Linked DNA regions of Oryctolagus cuniculus: region 1 is linked to region 2. A link is a contact called in public Hi-C data. All regions are on one chromosome and are shown on one strand. The core of a region is the stretch at or near the end of the contact, and the rest is flanking DNA. Distances in the headings are between cores, read along the strand shown. Region 1 holds the start of ARLN (allregulin). Region 2 holds the start of PDE5A (phosphodiesterase 5A).

The links. A called contact is a pair of places that touch in the nucleus more often than the background predicts.
Region 1: a Hi-C map of skin fibroblasts shows a contact between it and region 2, with 3 times the contacts expected there. The contact joins the promoter of ARLN here to the promoter of PDE5A in region 2. A contact is called at or near these places in 4 of 6 Hi-C or Micro-C datasets (ear pinna, psoas muscle, skin fibroblasts and 1 more).

The regions. Positions count from the first base shown.
Region 1 is chr8:45,905,982-45,912,945 of mOryCun1.1, forward strand. ARLN (allregulin) reads left to right here and starts at 2,322. Exons shown (of 2, transcript XM_002717225.5): 1 at 2,322-2,760; 2 at 4,181-6,020. The coding sequence starts at 2,555. The coding sequence ends at 4,181.
Region 2 is chr8:45,693,522-45,700,595 of mOryCun1.1, forward strand. It overlaps PDE5A (phosphodiesterase 5A), which reads left to right and starts at 5,314. Exons shown (of 21, transcript XM_002717227.5): 1 at 5,314-5,764. The coding sequence starts at 5,643.

The DNA of each region.
Region 1 (6,964 bases), core at 1,072-3,571, 210 kb after region 2:
AGGTATGCAAAGTATTAATGATGAAAGAGAACAAAAAGCAATGGATGAAATGACCAGAAGATAGGATAAATAACTTTTCTCTACCAATCTACTTGGGCATTGTTAGGACAGGTACTCAATTTGAAAGCAAGGAAAAGAAGATGAGAAAGAATTGCTTTAAGGCAGATGTTTTCAGATAAGTTACTAAAAATGAAAAACTGTTGGAAGGGTTACTCTATCAAACTAGTTTAACTCCTAGAATGATCATAATGATCATTTATTATATTAACCAAACGGATTCACAGCTGCCTAAAGAAACCTACATTAGCACCTTAGGTTAAAACCTAATTTCTCACCTTCTTCCTGAGAACTTCAAATTTGCAATGCATACCTGTCTTTGGCCTAATTGTCAGGGTAGTCACATAAATTACCTTCTTTGCTCTAGCCCAATCAAATTCATTGTACTATATTGGGAATGTGTTGTATCATGATTGCAGTGCAATAATTCAATGTGTAGTCCCTGGTATTTTTTTTTTTTTTTTTGACAGGCAGAGTGGACAGTGAGAGAGAGAGAGAGAGAGAGAGAGAGAGAGAAAGGTCTTCCTTTGCTGTTGGTTCACCCTCCAATGGCCTCCACAGCTAGCCTGCTACGGCCGGCGCACCGCGCTGATCCGATGGCAGGAGCCAGGTGCTTCTCCTGGTCTCCCATGGGGTGCAGGGCCCAAGCACTTGGGTCATCCTCCACTGCACTCCCTGGCCACAGCAGAGAGCTGGCCTGGAAGAGGGGCAACCGGGACAGAATCCGGCGCCCCGACCGGGACTAGAACCCGCTGTGTGGCGCCTCAAGGCGGAGGATTAGCCTATTGAGCCGCGGGGCCGGCCAGTCCTTGGTATCTTTCATCTGAACATGAGTAGTAGTAAGGTTCAAATAAGTCATGAGGAGCATGACTGACAGTATACCCACATTTCAGTTCAGTACTTTCTTTTAAATTAATTGCTTTTAATTTAGGGAAATGGTAAATTCCATTAACAACTCTATATTCATTTCTGTCATGTGGAATAATCAACGTGATTTTCACATAAAATCTGAAGTAATGGGATCTTTTAATTAACCCCTCCTGTTTGCATAATTACTCTTTCATTTGCATAATTACCACAGACCTTCCTGACTCAAGAGATCAGACTTAGTACCAATATCCTCTCATATATGAGTACATATTCTGGTTCAAGGACAGGTGTGAAAACATTTCTGAAGTTTTTCGCTTTATGTAGGCTATTTCTTTACTGATAGTTTCAATAATTTTTATCAATCCTTTTCAGCAATCAGAAATAATTGATCCAATCTTAACCAGTGAGAAGAACGCTTCCAACTCTGGTTAAGGGTAAAAGTTTACTTGCCTTTCCAAATTTTTGTAAAGGCTCAATGTCACTTAAGCCCAGAGTTTTCCAATCTATTAACAGCAGATAATCTGGGCTGCAGCACACAAATTCATTCTCGAGTAATGGCTCTTATTTCCAGAATCTAAAAGGCAAAGGGTGATGGTATTTTTCTTTACAGGTGATACAATATTTTTATCTCTATAACCTGGCATCTAATTAGGAGGCAAACTGAGGCATAAGGAACACTAATTTTGGGATCAATTTTAGGCTTTATGATTTTTTTTTCAAGTCTCAGACAATTCACTCTTTTGTTTCTCATTTTCTAATTCTGCAAAATGGAGTAATCACAGCTTCAAAGTTTTATGGAGGTGTAATGACAGTTTATGTAAAAACACAACACAGTCATACCCACTCATTAGGCAACTAGAGAACCACTTACTCCTACAGGTCTAGATGCATAGATTTGCTGAACAATCCAGGACTCATTATAATGACCAGAGGAGAAAATACTTGAACCGGGAGCACCGGGTAAAACCCAGGAAGCATGAGCCAATCATCTTTCTGCAAGCCTTGTAATCTTGCGGGGGCTAACACTGCCAAATCTCAGGGTTACTCTTATAATTCACTCACACGAGGAACTTGAAAAGTTCTCACGTTTTGCCCTCTGGCCCTCTCGGAAACTCAGGCTCATAATTAATTATGTGCACCTCATTAAAGCTGTTTCAAAGACTAAGTGTAAAAAGAGAGTAAAACACAAACCCACCAGAGGGGTCTAACAAAAAGAATACAGAGACGGGAGCCACCTTTGGCATTCCAGGGCGGAGTCCACCACTTGAGAGAAAACAAACGCGGAGGTAAATTCTGGTCCTGCAACATAATAAAACTCTGGCTCCTAAGGAACTCGAACAACCAGCTTTTGCTCGGGCTTTGGCAGGCCGGAAATGGGCGGGCCCGATTGTTCGGCTTCCGGGCGGAGGCGGTGGGCCTGCCTCCTGTCACGCCCGCAGCCGACCGCCGCGCCCGCGCCTGCGCAAGGGGAGGAACGTGTCCCGGGGCCATTTCCGGGGGCGGGGAGCGTAGGCGAGCGACTGAGTCCGCTTTTCTTTTCAGTGCGGCCAACGCGGAAGTTCGGGAACTGAGGCTTTGGCAGGTGCTTTGGCAGGTACTGGGGTCCCTGCGCGGCGTCGGGAGCCAAATGGACGCGCGCGCGGCGGTGGTTGACGGTCCGAACGGTCCCCGGGAGCGACGAGGCTTGGGTGAGGCTGGCAGGCAGCAGCAGAACCACCATGTGCAGCCTCAGTCTGGGACAAACGGGCTTCCCAAACCATCGTACTGGTTGGATCTCTGGCTCTTCATCCTTCTAGATGTGGCGTTGTTTTTATTCGTGTATCTTTTGCCCTGGTGAGTGTCCTGAATTCAGAGTGGAAGTGGTACGACGCTTAGAGGCCATTTGCTCCAAGGCTGCGGGCTGGTGTGGGAGGGGAGGCCACTGCAGAGTTAGTGCATCTACGTCCCAGAGTGCAGGGCCGGAGCGCGGCGGAATCGGGAGGGTGGCCAGCCGGGAGGAGAACTACGGGAAATGTCTGTCCTTGGCACCTCAGCGACAGTCCCCAGAGCCGTTCGGAGGAAGGGGCTTCGTGAGTTTGTTTTACGTCTTGGAGTGAACGCAGCTGAATTTTATTTCCTGCACCACCACAGGAGAACTAACGAAGTTACTGAGCATCTCGGGGTTTTATTTTATCATCTACCGTTTGGGACCAATAGTAACCGTGTAGTGGGGTTTAGTGATTGAATGAGAGGTTTATATCAATGAGGTTTGCCTGTTGCTCAGTAGGATGTGCTGAGCTGAAGCTATTGTTTTTGTGCAACTGTTAGCTCCTGAGCAGTCCCAAACACGTATCCCAAACTCAGCGTGTCGAAACCTGAATTCTTCGGGCCTGATTAAACGTCATCTTTAGCCACTCAGTTGCGCCTCCCTCCTAGAAACCTGGGACTCTTGGACTTCCCCGTTTTCTTGCACACACAAGCCACACATCATCTGTTCATTCTCAGAATTCTGTAGAGCCCACTTGTGAACTCCATACTCTTCATTTTCTTTGCCATTCACTCTGAAAACACTATTCTGGCAGGAAGTAAAGGAAAAGAACTAAGAGAATGGGGCAGGCGGAAGCAGAACCAGAAAAGACACAGGACTGATGATAAGGGCTTCTAGAAGAAAAACTGTGTGTGCCGCCCATTTAGCAATTAAACAGCTCTGCTGCCCTTTGGTGTTGGTCGTTCACTCATAGATTTTAATTCCTCTCAGTCATCATGCTCGTGAGGTTCTATTTGTGAAGTCCCTTCTTCACAGGCAGTTCCTGTGTTCTTTCCCTACCCATATCTGAATTTTGGCAAATATCTGAGTATCTGACTGGTTACCATTACTGATTTCTTGGGCGGTGTGTCCAATTAGAAGGCAGAGGGCTGAGTGGAGAGAATGCAGAAAGGAATGGGTATATCTGTAAAATCCTTTGTCAAATCATTTGTATTTTTCACTCTCCAACCCCTTCTTTTTTGGGGTGCTTGGCATAGAGACTAATACATACCTCAAGTACAGTGTTGTTGTTTTTTTTGTTTCATTTTTAATGCCCCGAATTTTCAGCTCTGGTTATTAAATGGAGGCCTTACAAGAGATATTCCAGGCCCTTATTATTAGCGTATTTTACTATTATCAATATTTTGGAACAGACAAGTGACTTAAGAAAGATTTTCAGAAGTTGATATAAAGTGTTAAAATGAAAACAAAAAGTAAGTAGTGCTGACAGATACTTGGTTTTTACAGACTGGTTTGCTGATACCTAAATTAAGAAGTTGACATCTGGAGTGGAATCTGAAAATGACTACAGACTTCTTGAATAAAGAAGACGGGAATTGTGCTGCGGCAGAATTTCAGACCTCTAGGGGAACTTCTTTTCATTTTACACATCTGTTAAATCATTTGGAAAACTACATTAAATGGATTGTAATCTCACTCACTCATACCTAAGTTCTTAAACTGGACTCTTCAGTTCATGTTTAAAAATTTTCAAACATCTGATAGTGTTACATGAGCTGAATATAAAAATGCTCATAAAATAAAAATGTCATTCCTGTAAGACTTTAAGGGTTTAATATGATACAGATAATATGAATAATAACGTGAGGTATTTAAAGTAAATTATTGAAGAAGGAGGGAAAGATTTTGAGAGAAGGAACAAAGTGTTCTTGGAATGCATGGACTCTCTAAATAACACAAAAACTATACAGAAAATGTAAGCCCACAATGTTGGCCCTAAATACTCTTTAATTATAGATGAAGTTGGACTATTATGAAATGATGTCATAACTGATAGGTTGACAGGGTCTTGAAGTAGATAACAAATATTAGAAATTTAGCATGCATGTCCTTTTGTAAACTGAATCCTCTCCCTTAATTCCTTTTAAACTCTTGAGCTCCCTGAAATAGGATTGTGCATTTCAAACCTCTTTTTTATTGCTGTTGCTTAGTGTTTGTGGCCAAAACATAATATTTTTATAATATCTGTAGCTTAAATTTCAGGAAATCTGCATATTTACTCATTCAACAGTTGCTTGAGCCTTCTATTGACTAAGAATTTTATTTATTTTTAATTTAAGAGGCATAGTGACACAAAGAGAGCAGAGTGCCCGTATCCAATCCCATCACTCCTCAGGTGCCTCCAACAGCTGGTACTGGGCTGGGCAGAAACTCAGTTCAAGTCTCCCTTGGGGGTGGCAGGAACCCAATTACTTGAGCCATGACTGCTGCCTCTGAGAGCGTGCACTAGTGAAAAGCTGGAGTCAGGAGTTTGTATCAAACCAAGGCATTCTATTAGGGCATGTGGGTTTCCTAGCTGCTAAACCAAATACATGCTTCTATTTTTTTTTTTTTTTAAGACGTATTTATTTGAAAGGCAGTTACAGAGAGGCAGAGAGAGGTCTTCTAACTGCTGGTTCACTCCCCAAATGGCCACAACAGCCCTGTAACTGTGCCAATCCAAAGCCAGGAGCTTGGAGCTTCTTCCAGGTCTCCTACAGAGTGCAGGGGTCCAAAGACCTGGGCCATAGCAAGAGAGCTGGATTGGGAGTGGAGCAGTCAGGACTCAAACTGACACCCACATGGGATGCTGGCACTGCAGGCAACAGCTTTACCCACTATGCCATAGCACAGGCCCCGCTTATATTGTTTTTAAATCTATGTTACTTAGGAAAACTTTACATTCTAGGGGTCATCAGCTAACATTTAATCAGAAGGGCTCCACTCACAAAGCAGCTACTCTAAGTACCTAAGAAGCTATTCCTAATAACCCTAAAGAAACTGTTTATAAATGGACATTTGAAATAGGCTGTTAGCACTGAAATTAGTGGCAATCAGTATGTGTGAACTGTCTAAAATACTTGGAGGTTAGATAAACTCTGTGTCGTCTACCTTTCATAATGATTCTTTGAGCGAAGTCTGGAATTGATTTAACAGTTATGCCTTTACAGTGTCACATCTAAAGAGAACCTTTTATGGAAGGCACAATGGAAACATCTGAACGCTGAGTTTATCAAACAGACTCTGAACTATTTTTGCACTGCTTACTAATAATTTTGTCTAATAAATATTTATTTCCATGGCTGAATTTGGTTTTATTGTTAACAAGTCACCTAGCAGTGGCTTGTGAGAGGATTAACAGTTCTCACATACCTCACTGTGGTTCACATACAGACTTTTAATAATCCATAATACCTTTTGAGACTAAAATTAGCCTACTACTACGACCATCAGATATTCTACAATTCTTAGTGAGGATGCAGACATTTTGGCGTAGCAATTTTATGTGTCAGTTTGACTGAGCTAAGATTTGCCCAGTTAGCGGAAAATAAATTTCTGAGTATGTCTTAGAGTGTTGCTGGAAGAGATTACCATTTCAATCTAAGGAAGAGTTATCCTGCTCCACCCTGGTGTGGGTAGGCATCTACCAGTGCTGAGGACTTAGACCAAATCACAGATAGAGGACTGGCAAATTACCTCTCTCTGCTTGAGCTCCTGGTTCAAAGCTACACCACTGACTTTCCTGGGCAAACTGTAAGCCAGTTAGAAATTAAGAGATTTTTTATTCTGGCACAAAAATAAGTTTGTGCATAGGTATTTTTCCCCCATAATAAGCATTTTTCCATGAACCTGCTGAAGATCCCTCATACATCCTACTGGTCCTGTTTGGAAAATCATAAAACACTCAGCCCCTAAGTAGCGTGGGAGTACAGGTAGGGTCTTCTGATGTTTAGCATCAATGCAGACATTTAATACAGATTATCAAGGACAAAGTCATCTAACCAGGATCAGTGGACCAAATCTGGTTGCTGCCTGTTTGTATATAGAAAACATGCAAGCTACTGGTACTTGTTAGGTTTGAAAACAAAAAGACTTTCATGACATGAAAATTATATGCAATTGGGATTTCAATGTTGATAAAGCTTTATTGGAAAACAGTTATGCCTCACTGTTCTACATATTATTATGGCTGCTTTCATATTACAAAAGCAGAGTTGAGTAGCTGTTACAGAGAGAGAATGGTCTTAAATT
Region 2 (7,074 bases), core at 4,064-6,563:
ATAGTTATTTATTTCAGCTTCTTCCCAAGAATTCACTGCTACCTCCAACGTGTGAAGATATTCACCTACATCTTCTTCTAGAAACTACATTTTAGATAATGTTTGGTTTCTAATTAATGAAAATGAGCCCAGTGATCCATCTGTTCTAGCAATATTTATTGAAATGACTTCGTTTTTTCTTTGAGAAACTTTGGCATCTTTGTTGAAAATCAGTTAATTGTATAAGGAACATTTCTAAACTCTCTATCCCATTGTTCTATTTGACTAAACTTATGCAAATAGCAGACAGTCTTGATTATTGAAGCACAATGATAAATCTTAAAAACTATGTAGCAGAAGTTCTCCAGTTTTATCCTTTTTAGAGATTGTTTGGCCATTCTGTCTCTTGTATTTCCATATAAATACTTTTGCTTTTTCATGAAAATGCCTGGGGAGATTATGATTGAGATAGTATTATTCAATTTGGAAGGACATAGCATCACAATATGGAGTCTTTCAATCCATGAACATACGTATCTGTCCAATGCTTTCAGTCTTTTTAACTTAATTTTTTCCACAAAATTTTTATATAACAAGTTTTGAAAAAGTTATGAAAAAGTTCATAATGTACATTACCTTTTAATTTCATTTTTATTTTCTTTTTAAATATTTGCTTATTTTCATGAAAAGCAGAGTCATAGAGAGAGAAAGAGAGAGGGAGAGGGAGAGAGAGAGATCATCCATCTGCTGGTTCATTCCCCAATTGGCCATAATGGCCAGGGCTGGGCCAGGTTGAAGCCCGGAGCCAGGAGCTTCATCCTGGTCACCCACGTCGGTATAGGGGCCCACGGATTTGGGGCTGACTTCTGCTGCTTTTTCGGGCATATTATAAGTAGGCATCAGGATCAGATGTGGAGCAGCTGATACTTGAACCTTTGTCCATATAGGATGCCAGCATCGCAAGCAGCAGCTTTACCTGCTACACCACAATGCCAGCCCTTACAATGATAGCCCCTGATTCCATTTTTCTACAAACATTCCGCGTACCCTCATATTTGTTACATTTATTTTGCTTAATTTAATTCTAATACTGGATGTTTTAATGCTATTGTCAGTAATATTGTTTTCTACTTGTTTTTTGCTAGTTGTACTAGTTTGTTAGAGTTGTCATGACAAAGTACCACAGACTGAGTGGCTTAAATATCAGGTATTTTTCTTCCCACAGTTTGTGAGATGAGAAGTTCAAGATCAAGGTTCCAGCAAGGTTGGTTTCCTCTGAGGCTCCCTCTTTGGCCTACAAATGTGTGTCCTCTTGCTGTCTCTTGTCATTATTGTTCCTCTGTGAAGAGCATCCCTGGTATGTCTTTGTGTGTATATGCAAACTTCCTCTTCTGATAAAGGGACAAGACTAGAGTAAGGCCCACCCAGATTACCTTAGCTTAATCACATCTTTGAAGGCAATCTCCAGGTACAGTCACATTGTGAGGTATTGAAACCTAGGACTTCAACATATGAATTTTGCAGATGAGGATACAAGCTAGCCCAAGCCACTCGCATACAGAAATACAACTGATTTTTATATATATTGGCAATTTATGATGCAAACTTGCTACATCACCTGTGAATTCTTGCAGTTTCTTAGGATATCCATCATAGGCACTCGTGCTTGCAAACAGAGAAATATTTATCTTCTCTTTTCCAATCTTTATGCCATGCATTTGTTTTAAATTTAATTAATTAATTAATTCTCTTTCATTGCATTAGCTAGGACTTCAGTTCAATACAGAATAGAGGGGCAGGCGCTGTGGCGTAGCGGGTAAAGCCACTGCCTGCAGTGCTGGTATCTCATATGGGCACTGGTTCGAGTCCTGGCTGCTCCACTTCCGATCCAGCTCTCTGGTATGGCCTGGGAAAGCAGTAGAAGATGGCCCAAGTCCTTGGGTCCTTGCACCCTCATGGGAGACCCAGAAGAAGCTCCTGGCTCCTGGCTTCGGATCGGCACAGCTCCAAGCTGTTGCAGTTGGGGAGAAGTGAACCAGTGGATGGAAGACCTATCTCTCTCTGCCTCTCCTTCTATAACTTTGACTTTCAAGTAAATAAATAAATCTTAAAAAAAAAAAAAAAAAAGATGCTCTCCAGCAAATTGAAAAGTATGCTTCTATTACTTCTTGGTCAAGGATTTTTTAAATGAGAGTGTATTGAATTCTGTCAAATTTTTTTCTGCATCAATTGAGATGAGCAGTGAGTATTTTTGTTCACATGATGAGTTGTGTTAAATGATTGTTAAAACTTAAACCAATAATATATAACTGAAATAAATTCAATATGCCATGAATTCAATGCAATTCTTAATTTTATCTTATCTCAGCTTTGGTTAGCTGTGTTTTTTGTTTTTTTTTTTTCAAATGACTAATCCATTTAATCCAAGTTGTTAAAGTTATTGTCACAAAATTGCTTGGTGTACTTTAGTTTTATTTTATCTTACATGTTATAAGAGTGTTCCGAAGAAACAGAAGATAATGTAGGCTGTTTTTGAAAACAGAATTTGGTCATCTGTGTTTTTTTCTAGTTAGATAACCAAAATCTTTAACTGTGGAGACAGGTAAGAGCCAAATAATGTAGAATCCTGTAAGTTGTGTTTGAGTTTGAGTTTTATTCTAGTACAATGGAAATAGATTATATTGGAGGTCTTGACCTAAAGTTGTTGACATTTGTTTATTAGAAATAACAGTAAAAACATTTTCACGCTCTTTCCTGGCAATGTTTATTATTTACTTGGCTATAATTCATTCCAAAACAAGATTTGAATTGCTTAGTGTGATCCATCCCAACAAGTTAAAATATAAACTGATCAAAAAAATTGGGGATAAGAGTAAACCAGAGTTGTAAACTAAGAGGCCATGGTAAGGCCAGATAAAAATATGATTATCTTTGAGGACATACTTTAATGTTAGAAGAGATTACTGTTACAAATTTCATCTGAGCTTCCCAAAGACCAGAACTGTTTGAAACACTCCTGTTCCTCAAGTAGCAGAACTCACAGTAACCCCCAACCTACCTTCTACAGCATACAGAATTTACAGTCACTGTGGGCGAGAAGCCACGGGTTGTTGAGCTTGCGGCAGTGTCTGACGAATCTGCAGACCGGGTGGCCAGTGAAGGCTGCTCCATGCTGCTTGCACCCTGTTGCTGCATCCTCCACAGGCACCGGCTGTGCTCACTTGTTGAAGAGTTGGAACCTTGAACTTGTCCTCTAAGCCCTTCCATAAGGCACTAATCCATGCAGGAGGTCAGAGCCCTCTCAGTCTCATCACTTCCTAAAGACACCACCTTTTGCATTGGGAATTAGAGGACGTATTCAAATCATTGCATTTTTTAATTTTTAAAATTTATTTGAAAGGCAGAGTTACAGAGAAAGAAGGAGAGACTGAGATCTGCTGATTCACTCTCCAAATGGCCATAATGGCCAGGCCTGGCCCAGGTTGAAACCAGGAGCCAGAAGTTTCATCCAGGTCTCTCATGTGGGTGCCTGGGTCGTCTTCCACTGCTTTCCCAGGCCATCAAAAGTGGAACAGCCAGGATCACTGCCGACGGCTTTACCTGCTGTACCACAACACAGGCCTCACATTTGAGTAGTTAATCAAGATAACCAACCAATGCAAACAATCCAAGCCCAAAATTCATTTTATGTCCAGTAGTTAAATAGAGTTTTCAAATCATAATTGACCTCCAGTTAGGAGGAAAGCATGAATTTCCACAGGGAAAAAATGAACATCAAGAAAGTCTCTATTTCATGAGCGTTGTAATCACCATCACAGGAGACAACAGTCATTTTAAAAGCTGATCTAATTTATTACACTTCCCTCCCCCTATCCTATTGCTTTGCTTGCTTTTAATTAGTTGTAGTTACTTGACTGCAACAGTGAAGTTTCAGAGGAACTGAAGTTCCAAAAGGAAAATTATTCAATGCAGAAAAGATAAGCCATTGCAGTAGGGGACTGGACGACATTTTTAAAAAAGATTTATTCACTTATTTGAAAAGCAGAGTTACAGAGAGAGGAGGAGAAACCGAGAGCTCTTTCCATCTGCTGGTTCACTCCCCAGATGGCAATAAGGGCTGGAGCTGTGCCAGATGGAAGCCATGAGCTTCATCTGGGTCTCCCACATGAGGGGGTGGGGCAGGGTTGGAGTGCCAAGCATTTAGACCTTCTGCTGCTTTCCCAGGTGCATTAGCAGGGAGCTGGATCAAAGTGAAGCAGCGGGGACACAACACAGGATGCCGGCTTCACAGGCAGCGGCCTCAGTGCTATGTCATAGCGCCGGCTCCTGGAAGCCATCTCTTTAAAGTTTCCATATTACCAATTGAATGATGTGTATGTATGTAGTGAGTAACACCTTACATTCACGCCAGGAGCATTTTGAAGGGAGCTTGTTAAAAATATGTCAGCTGAATCACTTTTGATATATTACTGCTAATGGTGTCATTCACACATTGTGCAACATAAAACTCCAAATTTAATTCTGCCAAAAAAATTAGGTCATTGCAAAATGCCACATTAAAACTCCAACTTGCTGCGTGACGGGGAAATGAGGATGAGGACAAAGCAAAGGAAGACACTAAATCCCTTTTTTAAAGCATGATCAGAGGACACACACACTACGGTAGGAGGACTGGGCCCTTTTGGCTGTTAATTCCAGTCAACGAAAAAAATGACGAATTCATGCAAAATTGGGCCAATTGGTTGCTCTCTGCTGTATCCGGGTACAGTGCTTGCAACTTTACCCACTTGTACGGAGGTGCCCTTATTTCCCTAGGAAATCTCTCTCCATTTATAAAATTTATATCTGGTTCAATGGTTAAAGGCACTTAATTCATAGTCATCGTGGTTGTTACCTTTAGGGTGGGGCATGGCTTCCAATCTCAAATTTCACCTGGGAACCCCCCTCCCCCTCCCACCGCCTGGATTCCTCCAACTGCGCGGGGCTCCTGGCTGGAGCGCTTCGGGCCACTGTGAGATTTTGTTCAGAGACAGATCGGTGCCCCTTCCTCCCTGATCCGAGCCTTGGACTGGAGAAAAGCGAGCGGGACGTGTGCTTGTATTCCCAGGCCAGAGGGAAAGCGCCCAGGACAGCACTGTGCTCGCCCTCTGGGGGAAATCTTCCCTGAGCGGTCGCTTTCTGGGCTTGGATTAGGTCCTCTACTTCTGACCCTCGCCTCCCTGGTCCGCCTGTAGCTGCACGCGCGTACACACCCACTGTCACCTTCGCGCGCTCCCCTGGAGCCAGCCCGGCACACAGCGCACCCCAGCGGCCGCCTGCCTGCCTCCTAGCCCCGCCGCTTGGCTTCCGGAGAGCTCGCGGGTCCCCGTCGCGGCCGCCTGGGAACCACTGCACCCGAGAACCAGTCTCGGAAAGACCCCAGGGAGGGCGCGGGGCGGCGGCACCCGGCCCCGCCCGCCACACCTGGGAGCCCAGAGGAACCGGGAGGGAGGGGCGGGGCAGGAGGCTGGCCTAGCGCCGGGGCAGATTCACTGAAAGCCGGCCAGACCCGAGCCAGGCGCACGGGGAGGCTCTCGGGGCAGAGTCCTGCGCCTCCGAGGGAGGGACCCCAGCCCGGGTGCGAAGCCAGCCGCGGCTCGCCGCGGAGACGCGCGGCGCAGATCATGGAACCGGCCGGCCCCAGCCCTGGGCGGCCGCAGCAGCAGCGCGACACGGACTCGGTGGAAGCGTGGCTGGACGATCACTGGGACTTTACCTTCTCTTACTTTGTTAGGAAAGCCACCAGGTAAGAAGAGGACCCTCGGAAGACCCGGCCTGGGCACGGTGCGTGACCTGAGGCTGACCTCTCTCCCCTATTGAATTTCCCCCTTGGGTCACTCTTAAACTGTTCCCGGGTCCTTTGCTTTTGAAAGAAGCCTTCGGTCCTCTTACTGGGTAGAGACCTCCTCGACTTTAAATGAGCACAGTCGCAAACCCCAAGCGTCGGTTTCGATCCAACTTGCCCGCAAAGTTCAAATACAAAAGTGTATGTGCCCACCCCCTCGACCCCCGGAGTCCCCGCGGAAAGAGATGATACCCTGGAACCCCTCTTTTGTGTACCCTAAGTCCTCTTGGCAAAACCAAAATACGGTCTGAGCCCCTTCTCCGCAGCTCCGGAAGCACCATTTCCAGCTCGGTCCCAGCGGCCCCGCTCCTCCCCCGTGCCCCACGCCCTGGCCCTCGCGGGGCGGGGAAGCCGAGGGTAGGGACGAGACCACGAGGATCCCTAAAGCCAGCAACATGACGGAGCCCTCCCAAAGTGAGTGTGAGCGTCTTTGGCCCCCACCCCTTCCAGCCCCCCGTGGTCCCGCGCGCCTCCTTGCCCTCTTTTTTTTTTTTTTTTTTTTTTCCTCCAAAGGCTACGCCGCCTAAAGGAAGGCTCTGCCCAGAGGGTGGCGGCGCGCACACAAAGGGCGCAGGGGAGGCGCGGCAGCGAGCGGACCCCGGGGGCTGGCAGGTCCCGTGCGGCCCGCGGAGACCCCGGAGGCCAGCTTTCCCCGGTCTGTAGCCAAGCGCCGGGGTCGGCCCCTGCGGAGGGCGGGGAGGACGGAGTCTGTCCCCTTGGAGGCGGCTGCGCAGCGGGCAGTCGGGGCGTGCGTGGAAACTGCTCTCCGGAGAGTTGGGGAGGAACTGAGACCGAAGCAGAGGGACACGAAGGGTGGAGCGCAGAGAGCGCGGCGGGAGGGTCCCGCGAAGCCGTAGGAGTCGGAGCGAAGCCGGGGCGAGGCAGGCCTGCGCGCGCACTGGGGCTGGCTCCAGGACGCAGCACTTTGGAGAAAGGGCTCGAGCCCCGCCGCGGCCGATCCGGGGCTGCGGCTGTCGGTTAGCCGGTGCTGGCCGCTTGGGCCGGGAGAGCAACGCTCGCGAAGGCTGTGATGGTGGAGGAGCGGCCCGGGGCTGGGCGCTGGGCTCCAACCCGCCGGCGCGCGGCCGCGGCTCTGCCGAGCGCTCCCCGCCAGGGGGCGGCGCGGTGCGGAGAGAGCTCGCGGCCGCGGGCGGCAGAACGGCGGCGGGGGCAGTAGGGGAGCGGGCTTGGTGACACCGACCTCACCTGGG